Linked DNA regions of Mus musculus: all the other regions are linked to region 1. A link is a contact called in public Hi-C and promoter capture Hi-C data. All regions are on one chromosome and are shown on one strand. The core of a region is the stretch at or near the end of the contact, and the rest is flanking DNA. Distances in the headings are between cores, read along the strand shown. Region 1 holds the start of Mon1b (MON1 homolog B, secretory traffciking associated). Region 2 holds the start of Mphosph6 (M phase phosphoprotein 6). Region 3 holds the start of Dhx38 (DEAH (Asp-Glu-Ala-His) box polypeptide 38). Region 4 holds the start of Pkd1l3 (polycystic kidney disease 1 like 3). Region 5 holds the start of Cmtr2 (cap methyltransferase 2). Region 6 holds the start of 1700030J22Rik (RIKEN cDNA 1700030J22 gene). Region 7 holds the start of Cenpn (centromere protein N).

Region 1 (2,570 bases), core at 29-2,528:
ATAATATAGTAACACTCAGAGACACAAACTGCGAGGCTTCAAGCAGTCTCAAAGACCAATGTACAGAAAGACCTAAAAAACGGACCTGGACGTCCAGAACAGGGATATTCACACCCTCATTCTAAACCTAAAGGCAATGGCAGGTGCTGGAGCAGCACTGTAATCTACTCTGACTTGGGTTTAGGGCCAGATAGAGGGTGAGGGAGGAGGATCGCGAGTTTAAGGCCAGCCTGGGTTATTAGGAGCCTGTGACTCAAAACCAAAATGAACAACACTTAGTTTGGAGCGACTTCTGGCCGCCTAGATACACCTATCCCCGCTCCACAGCCTTAAGGAAGAGAGCATCTAGGTGCTTCTGTTCACAAGATTCCTCACTGCTGTTGCTGCCCCTGGCCCATCATACATAGTAGCCAATGGTGATACCCGGAGGTAGGTGCGGCAGAATTCTCAGCCAACCAGAACGCAGCGGTCCCTGACAACCACACCCCCCACTCCGCTATTGGATTAGGCTGCCGATCTGGTTGGCTCGGCCCACAGAACCTCTCCTTGCTAGTGGGGTGCGCTCGTGTTGCCCGCACACACTAGCCCTAAGCAGCTTGCTTTTGTTTCCGTAAGCTCCCCTCGCAGGCTGGCGGAGTCCAGAATCCCAAGAGTCAGTCCCACCAGCAGAGCCCGCCTCTTGCTTCAGCATCCGAGTCCCATAGGCTGACTGGGCTGCGGGCGACGTTCCGATTGGAAAGAGAGCTGTCCGTCAAGCATACGCTCCGCCCTGCCCCTATAATTGAATAAAAGAGCGTGAAGTTGTCTCAATACTGGGGACGCGAGTTCATTGGTTCGGCATTCTCTCATTCCAGCAAAGACCGGAACAGGAGTGAGGTTTCGGTTAGAAACAGGGAGATGTCAGTCAAGGGATGAGCAGTGGCTTTCGCCAATTAGCGCACACTATCTGCGGAGGCTCCACCAGAATGGGGCGGGACATAAGGGAGAGCCTACTCTTGATTGGGTGAGAGGGACTAGGTCCCGCCCCCTCGACCTAGTAGATTTCCAGGCCGCGCCCCCTTCAGCCGGTAGCCCTTGGTACGCGAAGTGGGCCGGTCTGGCCCCACTTCACAGCCGATCCTGGCTGCGTCCGGTGGAAGGACGCGCAGATTCCACAGAGTTCCGGGAGAGTCCCGCGCTATCCTTACGGTGAGGGAACGCAGCGTGTGGCTGCCATTGGCACTCCGGGGAGTCAATACGGCCGTGAAACCGGAAGTGTCCCGGGGAGGCGTCGCTTCCGGAAGTGTGGCAAGTCCCCACCACACCAGGAAGTGTGGTGCGGCAGCGGCTCCTCAAAGTGTTGCTGTCCACCCAGTTGAGATAAGAGGTTGAAACAGGTGTTGATGTACCGTGTTGGCAGAAGCCCAGCGGAGCGTCACCCATCCGAAAGTGCCGGAGGGTGCAAGTATTTGGTCATGGTTTTGAATGTCGCGTCCTGTCGAAAACCGTAGGGGAAACCGCACTAGGAATGTATCCGGGGGGTCTGGCTCCCTGAAGGCTTGTAAGAAGTTTTCTGTTGCTGCCCATCACCCTCGATTCCCCTTCTCTCCAGGGATGTGCAGATGGAGGCCGGAGGAGATAATGCTGTCCCAGCCCCCGGGGGCGTGGAGGACTTGGTGGACACGCAGTTCCCCAGAGAGGAGGCTGGAGACAGTGAAAGGGTTCACGCAAGCACGCTGGATCCCGGAGATGGGGACCCGGAGGACACAGGTATAGCTTCCCTCAATAAAGCCTTGGAAGCAAACCCCCAGGGCTTGTCATTGCTAGCTGAGCGGGAAGAGATCAGTGGGAGACCAGTGGGCAGTCTTTGGGAACCCAAGAAAGTAGCTTGAGGCATAGCTCTCAGTCAGTCGTTGGACACAGACTTGCTGACTTAATTGAAATCGTTGAGAAATGACATAGAAGCCAATGGGTGTCAGCTGTTGTCCGGAAGGGGCAGCATTGTGCCTCTACAAATGTATTCTATGGTGGGTGGTGGTGGTGGTGGTGGTGGTGGTGGTGGTGATAGTGTCAAGGCTAGGAAGATGGACTGTGCTGGTTTGCCCGGAACAGTCCCATTTTAACAATGGTGTTCTCACATCCTGGGACACCCTTCTGTTGCAAGGAAATTAGAATGTACTTGACCTGAGTGTACCACCTTAAAGAAACAAAGGGGGCATAGTTGGGTCCCAAAAGGGTTGTCTTGATGGGAGTTCCTTGATGGGAATTGAGACGTGTTGCTTGGGTATTTGGGAACATGGGAATATCGGTACGCAATTAAGAACATAGGAAAACACTTGAGGGTGAAAAAATCAGATGGGGTTGCAAATGGATGATTGTCCTTGGGTGAGTCAGTAGACATCAGAGGCGGTGGGAAGAAAGCAAGGGGCTTCATTATGGGATTTAAAGTGATAACTCTGGGCGGAAAACTGTGGGAACCGTGAAAACCTTGTGGGTTAGTGATTGTTAATGGTGGCCATTGGTGGAGTGGGGGCCCAGACCTGGAGGAAAATAAGAACTGTCATGTAAAGGTTATTGAAGACTAAGGTGTC
Region 2 (2,570 bases), core at 46-2,545, 4.2 Mb after region 1:
AGTGCTGGGATTACAAATGTGTGCCATCAAAGCCACTTCAGCTGGCTCAACTTCAAATTTAAAAATCATGGGCTGGGGAAGTTGGCTCAGTGGCTAAGAGCACCCTTGACTCTTGCCTAAGTCCTGGTACTCATACCTGCTGACTTAAAACTCCAGTTTCAGGGGCTCCAACACTCTCTTCTGGCCTTCGCAGGCACCTGAACACACATGGTATATATACAGCTATGCATGCACACACACAAAGGGAAACTCATTTTGTTTAAAAGTTAGTGGAGAACTCATTTCACCCCACTAACATTTTCTCCATTCCCACCACGAAGACAACCTTCACCCAGAACACAGGAACTTTTTTAGCTCATCCTTTTGGCTGTGAGCTTTCACGTTGTTGGGCTGGGCCTTTCTGATTAACCATCATCCACAGTTCAGTTAAAGTGGCCTTAAAAAAACAATAACTAGCCAGGCGTGGTGGCGCACGCCTTTAATCCCAGCACTTGGGAGAGGCAGAGGCAGGCAAATTTCTGAGTTCGAGGCCAGCCTGGTCTACAGAGTGAGTTCCAGGACAGCCAGGGCTACACAGAGAAACCCTGTCTCGACCCCCCCCCCCCCCAACAAACAAACAAACAAACAAAAAGCAATTAACTCAGAAAACAGTTTCCTCCTGCTCATGAGGCAACAGGAACAAAACTTCAGCCTGGCTTACAATTCCTTGGATGTGTGACCACTAAGATTTCCAGCCTCATTTTATGCTCCTTGTCTTTCAGACGTCCGAGCTACCTTTAGTTCTTTGCAACGTCCCTGATTTTCTCCTTCTTAGCTTCTGGACTCACTTTCCCTCAGTTTAGGACACTACCTGCCATCCCTCACGTTGTTCCTCCTTAGGGACCACTTCTCGCGAGAAGTCTAACTTCCCAGGCGGCCCAGACACTAAAGCCACCACAGCACTCAACTCTGCAGGCTCTGATGAACGTTGTGCAGGCTCCCTCCCCACATCAGGCTAAGCAAAATCTCACCCCTGGTGCCCAAAGGCCCGCAGGCTGAGCGAATGAATGGGGTGCGCTGGCCGCGGCCATCCCGAGCCAGTCTGCCCATCGCTTCGGCCCGAGTCCCACTACGGAACATCTCGGAGCTCAGCAGCCTCCCCGCCCGACAACCCAGCATTCCCGACCTCAGCACCTTCATGCGCAGCAGGTTCTTGGATAACTTAGTCTTGCGCTCCGACGCCATGTTGGACGCACTTGCAGAGGCTTTCCCGCCGCACTGCGCTTGCGCACGGTCAAGAGCGGAGCTAGATAAGACGACGCTCTAGACCCGCCCGGGCCACGTCGCTTACAGGCGTGGCAGAGCTTTAGCTCCGCCCCCGCGCCGTTGCCACGCCCCCGATTAGGCACACCCATCGCGCTGCCCCGCCCTAGTGCTCGGAGCTGCTTCTGGCTTCTCCAGCTCCCGGAGCGCGTCTCTCCGCAAAGAGCTGTGGTAAGAGCTCGGGCCACCGCGGGGCGACTGCGATTCAGGGTCCCAGGGCTAAACTCAGGAAAGGCGGATTAAGGGGAGGACGCTGGAGCTGTAGGCGGGGCCTCCACGACACCCGAGGACTCCCTAACGACCCGGTCTGGAAGTTCCTTGCTGAGGTCCTAGCTGAGGCCGCTGAGGTTGCTGCCAGAGTTTAAAAGTTTTAAAAATACGAATGGTGGCTTTCTATGAAGCGTGTTTTCTAGAACTCTCAGTAGCCCTGAGCCGCTGGTGTCGCTATGCTCTGTCCCAGAGTGAAGGAGGTGGTCACAAACCCAGGCTGCGTGATAGCTGTAGGGCTGCACACAAACCGTGGAAGACTGATGAATATGCATACACCTGTTCGCTGTGCATCTTGGAGCCTGAAGGATTTCCTTCTGGAATGGGAAGAATGGCAGGAACTAGCAAGAGCTGTACGCAAGGCGACAACTTGTGAAGGGGCCAGGGGTGGTTTAATGGGTGAAAACACTTGCTGCCAAGCCCGAGGAGGACATGAGTTTGATCCCCGGGACCCCCGTGATGGAAGGGCAGAATGGACTTCCACAAGTTGTGGTGCCGTACCTCGTAAGTATACGGAAGGACACATCACTGGCATGTAATAAGCAACCCGCTGGAGAAGTGGTAAAGTCGAGATTCATAAAGCATTCCGGATATTAAACGCCCTGCAGGTTTTCTCAGTGGAGTAAATAAAGACATAATGTGTTAAGTGGTTACAGAAACACATTTACTCATAACTGTCAGTGAGACATGGGTGAGCACCAAGGGGCTAAAGACACATTCCCACCCTTTCCTGGAGCTACATTAGAAAGCAGTAAATACCGTGGAAGGAAGAAAATGGCTGCAGCCAGTGACTTTTAGGGTCACTTTAAATTTAATCCAGGGTGGCCCTCTTCAGATCAAAGTGGGAAGGCTTGAAAGTCAAGAAAATATCGTTATATGAAGCCTTGGTGGTAGAATGTACCAAAAATAAAAAATAAAATAAATAAAAATCCTGCTATCTTGTTACCGGACTAACCATATATGGCAGACTTATGTCTCCTTCCATTCAAATACTGAAGTCC
Region 3 (2,570 bases), core at 23-2,522, 4.1 Mb before region 1:
CTGTGACTTTTGAATCTAGACTTCTTTTGCTGTGTTCTAATTAACATGCACAGCTCTCCCAAGGGGCGCTGCAACACAATGTGGATGAAGAAGCAAAAGTTTCCCGAGGTAGAAGAGAGAAACAAAGTCGCATCTTATATGCATATTAAGAAATCTTGACAGGAAGGCTGAGATACAACGACTTACATCCTAAAGTGTCATTTGCATGCAAGCAGAGACTACTGTCTGTCTTGTTAACAAATGGCAAAGTAAAAACCTGATTAGATATCATTTATTGAAAGCGAACAGGAAGTCAGACATTTCTCTGGACAGGAAATTATTCACAACACAGGACAAGGAAGGACTTAATTAGCGGCTCAAAATAGCAAATAAAGCGGTCCACGGCCAGACTATGGAGAAACATCGGTGACAAAGAAGCCACAATGGACTTCTCAGGTTAGCAACTGCTTACTGCATGCGTCGTTAATCCACTTGCTATTCTCAACAATACCGATAAAGGAAAAACAAGAGCCCTTTCCTCTTAGGGTTAATACTCTACTTATAGATTATCCGCCAGATCTAGTGGAGACTCTTCAGTGAGACAGGAGGAAGGCACCAGAAGCCCTACCCAGGCTCTCCAACTATCGGGTACCAGGTTCGCGTACTGCCCTAAACGAGGGCACAGGGAGGACCCCTGAATCTCCGTGGGGCCGTTCCCAAACACCGGGATGAGACCAGAACATGGACAAAGTCCGGAGAAGGCTGAATGAACTTCTCCGCTCAAGCAAATAGAGAAACTTGGGTAACAAGGACTAGAGGAACTCTGAAATCAGGGCCCAAACAGAAGCCGCGAGCCGACACCGGCCGCCTGGAGCCGCCATGGCTGCCGAAGGACAGATCTGGAAAGAGAAAGAGACGCTCACCTCACCAAGCACGACTCTCGAGGCCTTCGGTTCCTGATCTGGAGACGCCAGCGCGGCCACCGCTCGATCCGAGGGTCTCAAAGAGGCAAATTCCGCTGTTTGAAAGCGGCCATCATCGTCCCATAATGCCCTGCGCGGAGCCTTCTATCCGTCCAAAAAGACCATCGAGAGCAGCCCACAAATCCAGGGTTCCGGGACGCCAGAGTGCAACCCCGCGAACAGGCCTTCCGAGCCTCAGTCTCTTCCTCTGGGTTCAGAGTCTCCTTGCGACCAATCGCGCTTGGCGTAAGAGTCAACACCCCGCCTCTGGCTCGGGGGTGTGCAAGGGAGGACAACACGAGACCGGCCATGTTTACTAAGGGCGGAAATGACGTCACTTCCTGTCGCTGGCGGCCAGTGCAAAGTGGAAAGGAACTAAAATAATCTTGTCGGATTACCGGACTATTGACTGGGGCGCGCGGTGGCACGTTCGTTTTCTGCGTCCGTGTTTCTCACTTCCGTTTGGGAGGATTTTTTTTTTTTTTTTTTTTTTTTTTTCCTGTCGGAGGAAGCGTTTCTAAGGATACAGCCCAGGTTAGTTGGGGTCTTTCCCAGGATGGCAGTGAGGAAAGAGGCAGTTGTGCCCTAGCTAACCGGTGGAGGAGCCCGGGTTGCTGACATGTAGACCGAAGTGTCCTCCATGGCACCTGTGAACCAGGGGGAACCCAACCACCAGGTTCTTATCAAAAACATGCGTTGGGTGTTTTGTAGACGTCAGCCCTGACGTAGATTAAAGTGACATACCGCTGTAATCCCAGCAGTTGTGAGGTTTAGGCATAAAGATTGCCACAAGTTTGAGGCCACTCTGGGGTACTAAGCGAGATCCTTGGAAAATAAGTTCATGTTCAGATATGTCCTTTGGTTATATCTTAGGATGCTTATTTCCATTATCCTATGAAAGCATTACACGTTAAGTTTCTACAAAAAAGAAGAATCAGACTTTACATACTGCTTCCGAATCTTTTCTTAGTAGCTGTATAAGATAGTTCGCAAGACTACTACTATCAGTGCCCTGTTGACAGACATGAACATAGGTCTTTGTGTCTATGTTCATATTCTCAAAAGTAGAGCTGTTGTGTAAAGAGGAGGCCAGTTTTCTTTCCAAAGAGCTTTTGCATCCAAATTCCAACGAAGTAGGCATGCCTCCGCTCTCTCTCCATTCTGAGTGTTACCGTCTCACTTGGTGTTTGTAGACTCAATGCATTTCTTAAATCTGCCTTTTAACTTGCTATCCTTTGTCTACGTGCAAAACTTGGCTTTCCAAATGTGTTTAGTGTTCATAATTTTTATGATTCTCCATTTGCATCCCTCATGCGAACACTGTCTTGGATGTGGTGTCGCTTTCCCCCTCCTTCCAACATCTGGCCTGTAGCACACCGACCCTCTCTGGTGACACGCCACACTCCCCCTTCCTCTTTTTATTACTAGTACGGGATTTGCTTACGTGAATTCTAACGGCGAGACGGGTCCAAATTCTCTTTGTGTTTCTCTTTCATCAGTAATTTGTTCTACACTCACAGTTGATGAAACCCCTCCTGGAAGTCAGCTTCCCTATTTAAAGGGTGACCTACAGGCTGGAGAGATGGCTCAGAGGTTGAGACCACTGACTGCTCTTCCACATGACCAGGG
Region 4 (2,570 bases), core at 33-2,532, 4.0 Mb before region 1:
CCAAAAAAAGTTATTAGGAGAATAAGTAATGCAGTCAATAAATGGCAAATGATCTGAGCTGACACTTCTCAGACAGCTGGTAAATATGGGGAGGGGAGATGCTACACACCCTGTGTTAGACTGAGTTGCCACAGAAATAAAAAAATAAACTGGCCTTCCCTGGGAACACTTTGTCCTTTTCTCAGCACAATGAAAGGTGATGGTCTCTCCGCAGGAACAAGGACCATGTACATGTGGAGTTGGGGTCTTGGGGGCAGAAGAGCCCAGTCCATCTGCAGGTCATTTCCCCTGTAGTCAGGAAGTGGTAGCTCCCAGCGGGTTTGTGTGGATCTCCTGATTAGGAGCTTCCATAGATGTCATCTGTCAATCAACTTTCCTGCCCAGAGCCTCTCAGCCCAGCTGCTGCTTAGACACCATTAACCCTTCATCCTCAGCCATCAGGAAAATACAACCCGAAGCTATGCTGGGAATCCATTTCACGTCACTCAGAATGGCCCTCATCAAAATCGGGGAAAGTTACCTTTATACACTGTTGGTGGGAGTGTAACCACGTGTAACCTGTAGCAAACAATAGGGAGGTTCCTAAAAAAACAAACTACAAGGATGCTATATGACTCTGCTATATGAAGACTAGGTGTATACCCACAGGGAATGAAGTCAGCACTCAGAAGAGAGCCTGTGTGTCCATATTAATACTCAGTACTGTTAACCATAGCCAAGCTACAGCAGTGGCTCAGGTGCCTGTAAACAGATGACAGATGAATAGATAAAAAAGAGGATATATATATATATATATATATATATATATATATATATGTGTGTGTGTGTGTGTGTGTGTGTGTGTGTGTGTGTATGTATATATGTGTGTGTGTATAGATAGATAGATAGATAGATAGATAGATAGACTTTTAATACCAACACTCAAGAGGCTGAGGCAAGTGGATCTCTCTGAGTTCAAGTCCAGCCTGGTCTACATAGTGAGTTCCAGGACAGCTAGGGATACATAGTGAGACCCTGTCTTGAAAATAACAACAACAAAAGAAAGTTTTCCTTTTCATAAAAAAGTATCCATTTTTCTGGACACATACCTCATTGCTAGGGTGCTTGTATAGAGTGCATAAGGTTCTGTGTTAGAGCCCATGCTTTAAGAACTAAGCTCGCCAAGTCTAGTAACACTGGTTTCGATATCCACCAACCTCTCCCTGCTTGCAGGTAGCTTTGGCGTCATAATGGGTCTTTATTTGCTAAAGATACATCTGGGCGTGTAGACACAGATGGAGACATTGGTGCCCCCGACTGTAAAGCCCCGTTTGCTATTCATTTGCAGCCGGTGAGAAATAGCTTCCCTAAACAAAACAAAACCTTTATCTCCTTGGCAGGTTGTTCCCAACCCACAAAAGAACAATACGGACGATTCTGACAAACTCACTGAGTCCTATTTAAAAGCCCAGGCAGCTGCCAAGCCTCCGTACATCTTCTCTCTTCTCACTCGAGCCTCCGTACATCTCTCTTCTCACTCGAGCCTCCGTACATCTTCTCTCTTCTCACTCGGCACAGAGAGAAAAATGCTCTTGCAGAGGCGGTCCTGGCTCTGGCTGTACATTAGAATCGGTGTCATTCTGGGTGATATTTTGGGACGTAAACCAAGCATCCGGGAGCAACATGGGGGAAACAGCTGCTATCAGCTTAACAGACTTTTCTGTGACTTCCAGGAAGCAGATAACTACTGCCACGCCCAGAGAGGACGCCTAGCCCACACGTGGAACCCCAAGCTTCGGGGTTTCCTAAAAAGCTTCCTGAATGAAGAAACAGTGTGGTGGGTCAGGGGAAACCTGACGCTGCCCGGATCGCATCCAGGGATAAATCAGACAGGTAGGGCTCTCGTGTTGAATGTTGAGGGGAAAAGCTTTCTTGGGCTGTGTTCTAGGGTGGAAGAAAGTCATCTTTGGCCTTTCCACTTTTTTTTTTTTTTTTTCAGATTACATTTTAAGGTATTGTTTTTTCCCTTTTTGAGATTTATTTATTTTACGTATGAGTGCTTTATCTGCACATCTACCTGCTTGCCAGAAGAGGGCATCAGATCGATTACAGATGGTTGTGAGTGTCCATGTGGTTGCTGAGAATTGAACTCGGGACCTCTGAAAGAGCAGCCAGTGCTTTTAACTTCTGAGCCATCTCTCCAGCCCCCTTTCAGCTTTTATAATCAGAAAAAGGGTTAGTTTGACCATCAATCTCTCTCCATACGCTTTCCACTTTTGTGTCTCGGCCAACATTTGTCTCCATAGCAATGGCAATGTACTTTTTCCCCCCCTGAGACAGGGTCTGTCTGTGTAGCCTTGGCTGTCCTGGAATGTGCTCTGTAGATCACGTTCCAGGCCTTGAACTCACAGAGATCCTCCTGCCTGTGCCTCCTGAGTGCTGGGATTAAAGGTGTGCACCATCATTGACCGGTGGCAATGAGCTTTTTGTCAGAGCCTGTCTAAAACTTAATTCCTGAGTCTTCATGTATGGTGTTATTTTGCTTTATTTGATTTGGGGTATCTGGAATTTTTGTTGTTTTGTTTTATATT
Region 5 (2,570 bases), core at 37-2,536, 3.4 Mb before region 1:
ACTGATTAAAGTCAACCCACAGAATGACAAACCCCTTGCAATATAAATTTTAAAGACACAAGACAATACAGATGAAAACATTTTAAATAATAAATTGAACAGGGAGAGGCTGAGAAGAGTCAAAGTGTAATGATTGAATTATGTGAAATTCTAGACCAGATCATCTAAATTAGGGTGATGGGAAATACAGTGATAGCTGCTTCTTGAGGGTGGAAGACTAGGAAGGAACTTAAGGGAGCTTTTCTAAAATATTCAGTAGGTATTTGCCTGCTCCACAAGAGGAATTCATGCCTTGTATTAGTTATGGCCCAAACCCATAACTAACAAATCGTGGGCTCTAAGGGAGAGTCCACTGATTTTTTTTTTTTTCTCTAAATGGTCAAGTTGCCAAACTGCCTTCTGAATACGGTGCTCTTCCCTCATCTCTGTCAAAGTTCTGAGAAGTGACTGACAGCTCAGCCATAGACAGGCCATCTACATAACACCTGCTCAGGGAAGGGGAGTGCAGAAGAGTGGGTGAAAAGAGTGGGAGAGCGAGAGGATGAGGGAAGTGCTGTGAAGCGCTTTCCTCTAAAAAGGATGGCTGTTACACTTATAAACGCACAGCAGCTGTGGCTACCCCACAGCTGGGGAGGTGGAGACAGGTGGATACCAGTGACTAGCTGGACAGTCTAACCTAACTAGAGAGTCCCAGGCCTGAGAGTCCATCCTCTGGTATCCCTGGCTGACATGGAACTCTCTATGTAGACCAGAGTGACTTAGAACTCAGAGATCTGTTTCCCTCTGGCTCATGAGAGCTGGGATCAAAGGCTTGTGGCACTACACCGGGTGGTTTTCTTTTTCCTTGGTTTATTAATATGTAAACACACCAAGTGATGATACTTCCGTTTCTTTAATTTGGTTTTGCACTCAAGTTATCCATTGAGCTTCAATTTTAATGCAGTCTCTCCTAGGAACTAGCATCTATCTATCCAGGGTAAACCTTCGGGTACCAAAGCCCAGTTCCGTTGCCATGGCGACCCGCTGAGACGGACAAGTTTCTCCGCACCAGAGCTCAGCTCCAGGAGTTGCCACCCTCCCGAGTGACGTCGATGCGCGTGACGATAGGCCTCCCGGAAGGCGCCTGTGCAGTGTGGCTGTCAGAGCCTCGCAGCCGGTGGGGGCGTGGTCTGGAGGAGGATCTGGCTCCAGTTGCGCGTGCGCAGGTCCGGGCGGTCTTCCAGGCGCTCCCTCCTCTTTGTCCGCGACCCGGTTGCCAAGTACGCAGAGGAGACGCCACCCCCGGAAGCTGTTCCCGGGAGCGGAAGTGGCAGGTGGCTCGTTAGAGTGAGGACCGCGTGTGCGGTGCTACTCTGCTCCTGCTCGAGGGGCTCTGGTGGGCGTGGGCTGAAGGAATGCGGACCCGGCTTCTCGGTGAGTGACAGTTCCCGGACGGTTCGCTGCGGGCAAGGGGCGGGGCTGCTCAAATGAGTGTTTGAGAGGTGGCTGTCCCAGGACCCAGTGTGAGCACTGCACATGCCCCAGTGTTTTTATTTCCTAGGAAAAGTTGGCGGGACCATTGCTAACACTCCCTATGCTCACTTAGACCTGACAGCTGTTGAGAACTTAAAGGCTTTGGTGTTGGACTTACAAATTTTATAATCATTTCCTTGTGGCTTTGGACAGGAAGCTTCCTGTCTTCCACTTGGAGCCTGCAAAATAATACAGTTGATACTCATCAGCCTCACATGCACTTTGGAAACGGCATGCATTTAGTTGAAAAAAAATTTTATGCATTTAATTGAAATTTTTTTTGTTTTTAAGTCGTACATTGAAATGCTAGGGTGAAATTGAAATGCATTATTCTGTTCAGAGCTTTGTCTTTTGGGCTAAGTGTAATATTCGTCCATTTATCCAGTTAATGTTAGTGTACTTAAGTGCCCACCAGCCACTGTTGGAACCTTTTGGGGTGGCATGTAAGTGAGCAAAATAAAAGATAACTGTCCTGCAGAAGTGCGGAGCTTACATTCTGGTTTGAGGAAGTTGAGAACGACAAGTCACAAACAGAACACAGGGGAAAAGAAATAAGTGATAAACATGAATGCCGTGGGAGAAAGTGAGGTAAGGGCCATGGGGAGCCCGAGATGCAATTTCAAAATAAGTGTGTTAGGATAGGCTTCACAGAGTAAAGTGCCTTCCAGCAAATACCAGGAGGAGCTGAGGGGATTAGCTAGATAGATACTTGGGGGAGTAAAGCCCAGGTAGAGCTTGCCTCTTAGTATTGAGCAAAGTGTTCCAACGTGGTGTGGCCTGGGTCTTCAGTGAACAGCAGGCTTGTGTGGCTGGAGTGGAATGGATAAGGGGGCGGTAATATTAAGAATGAGTTGGCAGCAAGGCTCAAGTACAGTCAGGAACCTTGGAGCGTTTGAATCCTTTTAGTTGTTTGCAAGTGAAGGCAATTATCCACTTAATTTCGGTAAGATTTCACAGCTTAACCACAGCCACTAATTAGTATGTGAAGTTAATGACTAAAAGTAGACTTTTTTTTTCCCCCCAAAATAGAATGTATTGGAGGTCTAAATGTAGCTGCG
Region 6 (2,570 bases), core at 46-2,545, 3.3 Mb after region 1:
GGTATTGAACCTGGGCCCTCTGCAAGAGCAGCCAGTGCTCTTAAACTCCTTAGCTATCTTTCCAGCCCATATTTTTCCATTTTCTTAAACTCGTGTTTTTACACACATGGTGTGCACATCAGGTACCCCTGCTCTCTTCCTCACCTGCCTTAGTCCCTTGAGACAGTTTCTCAGTGAGCCTGAAGCTTACCATTTTCAGGTTAGGCTTCCTGGCTTACAAGCCCATGCATTTCTTCTCGAATGGGCTTGAGAAAGAAGATGGCTCCGTCATACAGTGCTTGCCACACAGGTAGAGAAAACAGAGTTAAGGGCCCCAGTACCCACACAAAAAGCCAATTGCTATAATGAATGAAAGCCTTTAATTCCAGCGCCAGGAAGCAGAGACAGGAGGATTCCTAGAGCTTGCCAGCTAGCCAGGCTAGCCAAATCAGTGAACTCTGGGTTCAGCGAGAGAACATGTCTCAAAAAAAAAAAAATAAATAAATAAATAAATAAAAATAAGGTGACTGAGGGCTGGAGAAATGGCTCAGCAGTTAAGAGCACTTGCTACTCTTGCCAAAGACCCACGTTCGTTCCTGGCACCCACATAGCAACTTACAACAGCCAATAATTCCACTTGCAGGGTAGGGCGTGTGCCATTTCTATGTCAACCATTTCCAACTCGTGCCCTTTTTCATTTTTGCCTAGGTTCTAGATTTCTGTTTTGGACGGGGTTTCATTCCGCCCCTTTTTTTCCGGCTCTCTGAATTCACTAAGGGCTGGGTCCTGAAAGGATGGCCTTCTGAGGGCTCCCAAGGCTCACGGCAGACGGAATCTCGCGCCCACGCCTTCCCACCTGGTTTCTCCCTTTTACTAATAGTCCCTGCACACTCCTTCATGCCGCATAAGTTCCTTCCCTCCCTCCAAGAGGCTCCCTACACGCTACAAGCTGAGAGTTTACCCTTCCTTCAGAAGATCAAGAGGGCTGCATCAAGCTCCTTCCATTGAAACCTCAACCACGCCCCCACAGACCACGCCTATCAAACGGCTCCTCCCTGAGGCCCAAGCGGCTCCCTAGGCCCCGCCCAGTCCAGGCTACCCCAGAACCGTACCCCATCTTCGTCTCGCTTACCCACCCTGAAGATTGCTTCCTTCCGCGGCTCTGCCGCCCGTGAAGTGTCTAGGGAGTGTTCCCCGGGGTGAGGACGTGGCCACAGCCACTCAGACGCTCCTACGGGGCCGCGAGGTAAGGAAGGTCCGGAGCGGCAAGTCGCGGCCCCCAAGAGCCGGGCTGTTGCCCTAGGTTACGGCCGCGTCGGAGGCGGGCCTAGGTGCAGGCATGCCGGAAGTGACGTAACCCCGCAACAAACCAGCTCAAGGGCGGAGTCCCCTCTGAGGGCGGGGCTAAGGAGCATTCCCGTCGCTCTGTGCGTGGTTGCTAGGTGCCGCGTTGCCAGACGCTTCGAGAGCTTCGCAGGCACTGGCGACGTTGGGCGGCCAAGTTGCGCTGCAACAGCCTTTTGCCTTCTAGAAGGAATGCCTCAGAGGCCACACAAACAGTGTCTGGAGATTTGGCCACTTCTTCCTTTGGGCAGAATCGTCCCTTCCTTCTTGGGATCCCGTGTTGAAAGCGAGAGCAGAACTTCGCGGGACGACTCATTCCTAGTTGCATAATTTTGAGACCGAGTCTTCCTTGTTTTGTAGCCTGGTGCGGTCTCGAACTCATGGCAACCCTCCTTCCTCGATGTCCTAAATCAACATTGAAGGGATCGAGGGCGTGGGCTTCCACACCTGCTGACAGGAAGGATTTCTGGTTTTGTTCTTTTTGGTGCTGCCCACTTTAGTGGGGCAGAAGCAGCAGTTTCTCGCGAGGGGGCCGCCCACTTCTCCACTATGCTGCCCTTGGTGCCCAACTCATGTCTAGTTCCAAGGTCCCTTTGCTTTCTGGTTTAAAAAGTATTAAGAAAACAAGTCTCCAAAAGCAGGCTGAGTCAAAGGCTTTTGGAAAAAATGGCTAAGAATTACTACTTTTTACACTTATAGCATTATATAATATATATACAGTATAGCATATATACAATCGATAGCATAGATTTATAGCATTAACGGCCTCTAAAGATGTGATGTATATGACACATGAAGTTGGAACAAAGTCCTCTTCTAGACTGTGAATATTTGTTATTTCCCCCATATATATGAGGGAAATACTTTAACAAGCATATATGATAGATATTGTAATTATATTGCTATACCAGCGTATCTAATGGGCTATGACACATATTTCTAAAATTTTCTATGTATTTTTGGATTTATGCGTATGAGTGTTCTGCCTGTGTATATGTATGTACACCATGTTCATACTGGACAGTCATAAAGACACACTCTTTCATTGTTTTCTAGGTTCGCCTGCTAGACAGCGAGTCTGTCACCAAGATGTGTCTCCGTTCCTCGGTGTTTTGAGGTAGGCTTTCACTATGACGTCTAGTCTGGCCTCCAACAGCTTCCTTCTGTCTCTGAATGCTGGAATTACAAGCACATGCCACCAGACCTGGCCACTCAACCATGATCTTTACAACCGAAGGTAGACAAGT
Region 7 (2,570 bases), core at 35-2,534, 3.3 Mb after region 1:
ATAGGCCTCCTCTGCATCATTCTGGAACAATCTCCTACTAGTGCCAGGTAGGCAGGTAAGTAGTCTGCTAAGACCAGGGAAATTTTAGAGGAAAAAAGAAATAAATGTCTGCTGAATGTTGACATTTAACACTGAAAATGGAGAGGCGTATTTTCACTTCGATCAACCAAATACCAAGGCCTGGATGTACAAGACAGAAAAGATGTCAAGAGAATCCCTTTGCCAAGGCAAAGTTGCATACATTTAAAGTGGGTTTTGTTACTAACACAGGGTCTAGTGTAGCCTCAAATTCCTTATGTTGCTGAGGGTGACCTTGAATTCCTGATTCTTGCCTCCACCACCTCCCCAGAGCTGAGATTGAAGCAAACCATCCTACCCTCCTTGCCTGGGGTTTTGTTTGATTTCGAGAAGTTTTAACAGAGGCTTCTAATACATCTATTGTGAAAACACTCACAGTCGTCCTCGAAGCCTATCTAACGGACCCTAAACATTACTTTCCTTGTCAAGTGTACCGTGGGGGATCTTTACAGATACCCACATCACCAGCCAGTCCAGTGACTTTTCAGTAAAGAAACTTTTGACGGCAGCTCCCTAGATTAGTTATCAGCCAGAACAGTTAGCTCAATGCGCCCTCAGTGTCACGCATCTCCAAAGTTTTGCAGCAGGGTACGCGCACTCGACCAGGCGCGCGCCCAAGGTCGCAATGCCAGCGAGCGGCGGGCAGATCTCAGCAGTGTGACAGCTCATGCCCGCGGCTCACCAAGAAGAGTGTTCCTAGTAAAGGTCCAAGGGCAGGGACATGGGTGAACCTAGCGCGGCGTGGGAAGCTAAAGAGCCGCGTCCTTCCGCCACAGGCAGCCAGATGCCCGGAGGCTGAAGGACACCCGACACTCACCGTCACTCAGCCCCTACAAGAAGCACAGAAAGAGAAGTCACCGACACGGAGCCCGCAGCTCCCTTAGGACTTGCAAGCACCGACGCTCCGCGCATGCGTCATCCTGCATGCATCGCTCCGCCTGGACCGGTCCACTGTCCCATGCTGAGGGGGATCTAGGGCCATCCCACCGGGGCTCGGCGGGGACAGCACACAGAGATGACTGCCAGGTGGAATTCGAGACGGAGAACAATTATATTTACATGATCCTGTCTCTGAGTACAGCGACTCTGGGGATCTAAAGCGTTTTCCATCAGGCGCCCACAGCCGCGTCCCCCCGTGCAGCCGAAGCAGTGCGGAGGGCTTGCCAGGTGGGCGGGGCCCGAGCGGCCATTGGCGGCTTCAAAAGCACCTCGGCGGGAACCGCTGCAGAGACGGCGGGCGATGTGGACTGGTAAGGCAGCCTCAGCGACACCGAATTGGACTCGGAGGCGGCGGGAGGACTACAGGAGCCAGGCCTCAGACATCTACGGGGGCCTTGCCACGGCGCAGTTCCGCCACGGGATCTTAGCCTAGGAGTGACACTAGTGGAGGCCGGGTCCGGGCCAAGAGGGCCGGGATGAGCGTCCATGGCGTCATATCCGCCCGGAGTGGGGCGGGGTTTTATGTCCCTTGGCGTTTATGCCATGGAGGCTCCGGGCTGCCCGCTCAAGAGCTGCTTTACTTTGATCCTTAGGTTCCGTCGAGCCTAGGTGTCAGCTCTCTAATTCCTAGCCTCGCCTCAGTTTTTGTCCATGCCTCCTGTTGCTATACTCCTTGTGCTCCATGCGGGTCTACCGGATCGTTATTGTCACGTGTACATTCAACAGCCTTGTCTTAGCTGCTACCATGAATAAAGCGCTAGAAAATAGAAATTGAAATAGTAACAGGGCAGAAAGTTCACTCAAAGACTTGCTAACTTTGTTGATGTGTTACGCCCTTTCTGTCATTTCTTTTAGGAAGGGCATGGTGCAGATAGATCACTCAGAATTAAGAATCTTCGGAAGTGCTAAGGATTGGGCACCCCACCCCGAAGGCCCTGATCTCCGAAGTTTATAGCCGCATCTGGCCTGGTCAGTACTGGGATAGGAGAAATGCCTGCTTTGCATACACTCTCCTCTAATTTACCTCACTGAGGATCAGGAAAACGCTCTCAGATGTTGTCACGAACAAGGTGTTGGTTTAATAGTTGACAGACAGTGGAACTATATCCTTCCCTTGTGCATACCGCTTAGGGTGGGTATCCAGTCACTCTTCCATCAGTCATTAGTCAAGTGCATATGAGATTGTTCTTGGGTGACCAGACTCGCTGTGTGATTTGGCTCATGGTGACTGAAATTGCTAGGATCAGAACCCCCCAGCCCTGGCAGCCCTAACAAGCTAGGCTCCATAGGCCACTTAAAAGGACAAGTCTTTTGTTTGTTTGTTTGTTTGTTTGTTTTGTTTTTTCGAGACAGGGTTTCTCTTTATAGCCCTGTCTGTCCTGGTACTCACTTTGTAGACCAGGCTGGCCTTGAACTCAGAAATCCGCCTGCTTCTGCCTCCCAAGTACTGGGATTAGAGATGTGCGCCACCACCGCCTGGCTAAAAAAGACAAGTCTTAAATGAGAGGCAGAAAAGAGACATGTATTCAGTGTGGCCACACTGGGAAGAGCAA

Evidence for each region. Promoter capture Hi-C pulls out the DNA fragments that hold promoters and counts their contacts. Hi-C and Micro-C count contacts between places; a contact is called where the count stands out from the background.
Region 2: a promoter capture Hi-C map of pre-B cells shows a contact between it and region 1. The contact joins the promoter of Mphosph6 here to the promoter of Mon1b in region 1. A contact is called at or near these places in 1 of 39 promoter capture datasets (pre-B cells) and 2 of 484 Hi-C or Micro-C datasets (CD4 T cells and rod photoreceptor).
Region 3: a Hi-C map of regulatory T cells shows a contact between it and region 1, with 8 times the contacts expected there. The contact joins the promoter of Dhx38 here to the promoter of Mon1b in region 1. A contact is called at or near these places in 2 of 484 Hi-C or Micro-C datasets (CD4 T cells and regulatory T cells).
Region 4: a Hi-C map of CD8 T cells shows a contact between it and region 1, with 5 times the contacts expected there. The contact joins the promoter of Pkd1l3 here to the promoter of Mon1b in region 1. A contact is called at or near these places in 3 of 484 Hi-C or Micro-C datasets (CD4 T cells and CD8 T cells).
Region 5: a contact with region 1 is called in a Hi-C map of CD8 T cells, with 5 times the contacts expected there. The contact joins the promoter of Cmtr2 here to the promoter of Mon1b in region 1. A contact is called at or near these places in 1 of 39 promoter capture datasets (pre-B cells) and 6 of 484 Hi-C or Micro-C datasets (B cells, CD4 T cells, CD8 T cells and 2 more).
Region 6: a Hi-C map of uterus shows a contact between it and region 1, with 5 times the contacts expected there. The contact joins the promoter of 1700030J22Rik here to the promoter of Mon1b in region 1. A contact is called at or near these places in 5 of 484 Hi-C or Micro-C datasets (CD4 T cells, CD8 T cells, muscle stem cells and 1 more).
Region 7: a Hi-C map of uterus shows a contact between it and region 1, with 2.9 times the contacts expected there. The contact joins the promoter of Cenpn here to the promoter of Mon1b in region 1. A contact is called at or near these places in 1 of 39 promoter capture datasets (liver) and 3 of 484 Hi-C or Micro-C datasets (CD4 T cells, muscle stem cells and uterus).

The regions. Positions count from the first base shown.
Region 1 is chr8:113,634,521-113,637,090 of GRCm38.p6, forward strand. It overlaps Mon1b (MON1 homolog B, secretory traffciking associated), which reads left to right and starts at 1,279. Exons shown (of 5, transcript NM_173015.3): 1 at 1,279-1,749. The coding sequence starts at 1,602.
Region 2 is chr8:117,800,679-117,803,248 of GRCm38.p6, forward strand. It overlaps Mphosph6 (M phase phosphoprotein 6), which reads right to left and starts at 1,296. Exons shown (of 5, transcript NM_026758.4): 1 at 1,174-1,296. The coding sequence starts at 1,224.
Region 3 is chr8:109,564,589-109,567,158 of GRCm38.p6, forward strand. It overlaps Dhx38 (DEAH (Asp-Glu-Ala-His) box polypeptide 38), which reads right to left and starts at 1,273. Exons shown (of 27, transcript NM_178380.2): 1 at 903-1,273. It overlaps Txnl4b (thioredoxin-like 4B), which reads left to right and starts at 1,304. Exons shown (of 4, transcript NM_175646.4): 1 at 1,304-1,475.
Region 4 is chr8:109,612,952-109,615,521 of GRCm38.p6, forward strand. Pkd1l3 (polycystic kidney disease 1 like 3) reads left to right here and starts at 1,283. Exons shown (of 33, transcript NM_001286454.2): 1 at 1,283-1,872. The coding sequence starts at 1,566.
Region 5 is chr8:110,216,674-110,219,243 of GRCm38.p6, forward strand. It overlaps Cmtr2 (cap methyltransferase 2), which reads left to right and starts at 1,287. Exons shown (of 2, transcript NM_146215.4): 1 at 1,287-1,413.
Region 6 is chr8:116,977,664-116,980,233 of GRCm38.p6, forward strand. It overlaps 1700030J22Rik (RIKEN cDNA 1700030J22 gene), which reads right to left and starts at 1,296. Exons shown (of 3, transcript NM_027103.3): 1 at 1,116-1,296.
Region 7 is chr8:116,920,456-116,923,025 of GRCm38.p6, forward strand. It overlaps Cenpn (centromere protein N), which reads left to right and starts at 1,285. Exons shown (of 12, transcript NM_028131.3): 1 at 1,285-1,328; 2 at 1,873-1,986. Cmc2 (COX assembly mitochondrial protein 2) reads right to left here and starts at 981. Exons shown (of 4, transcript NM_026844.3): 1 at 896-981.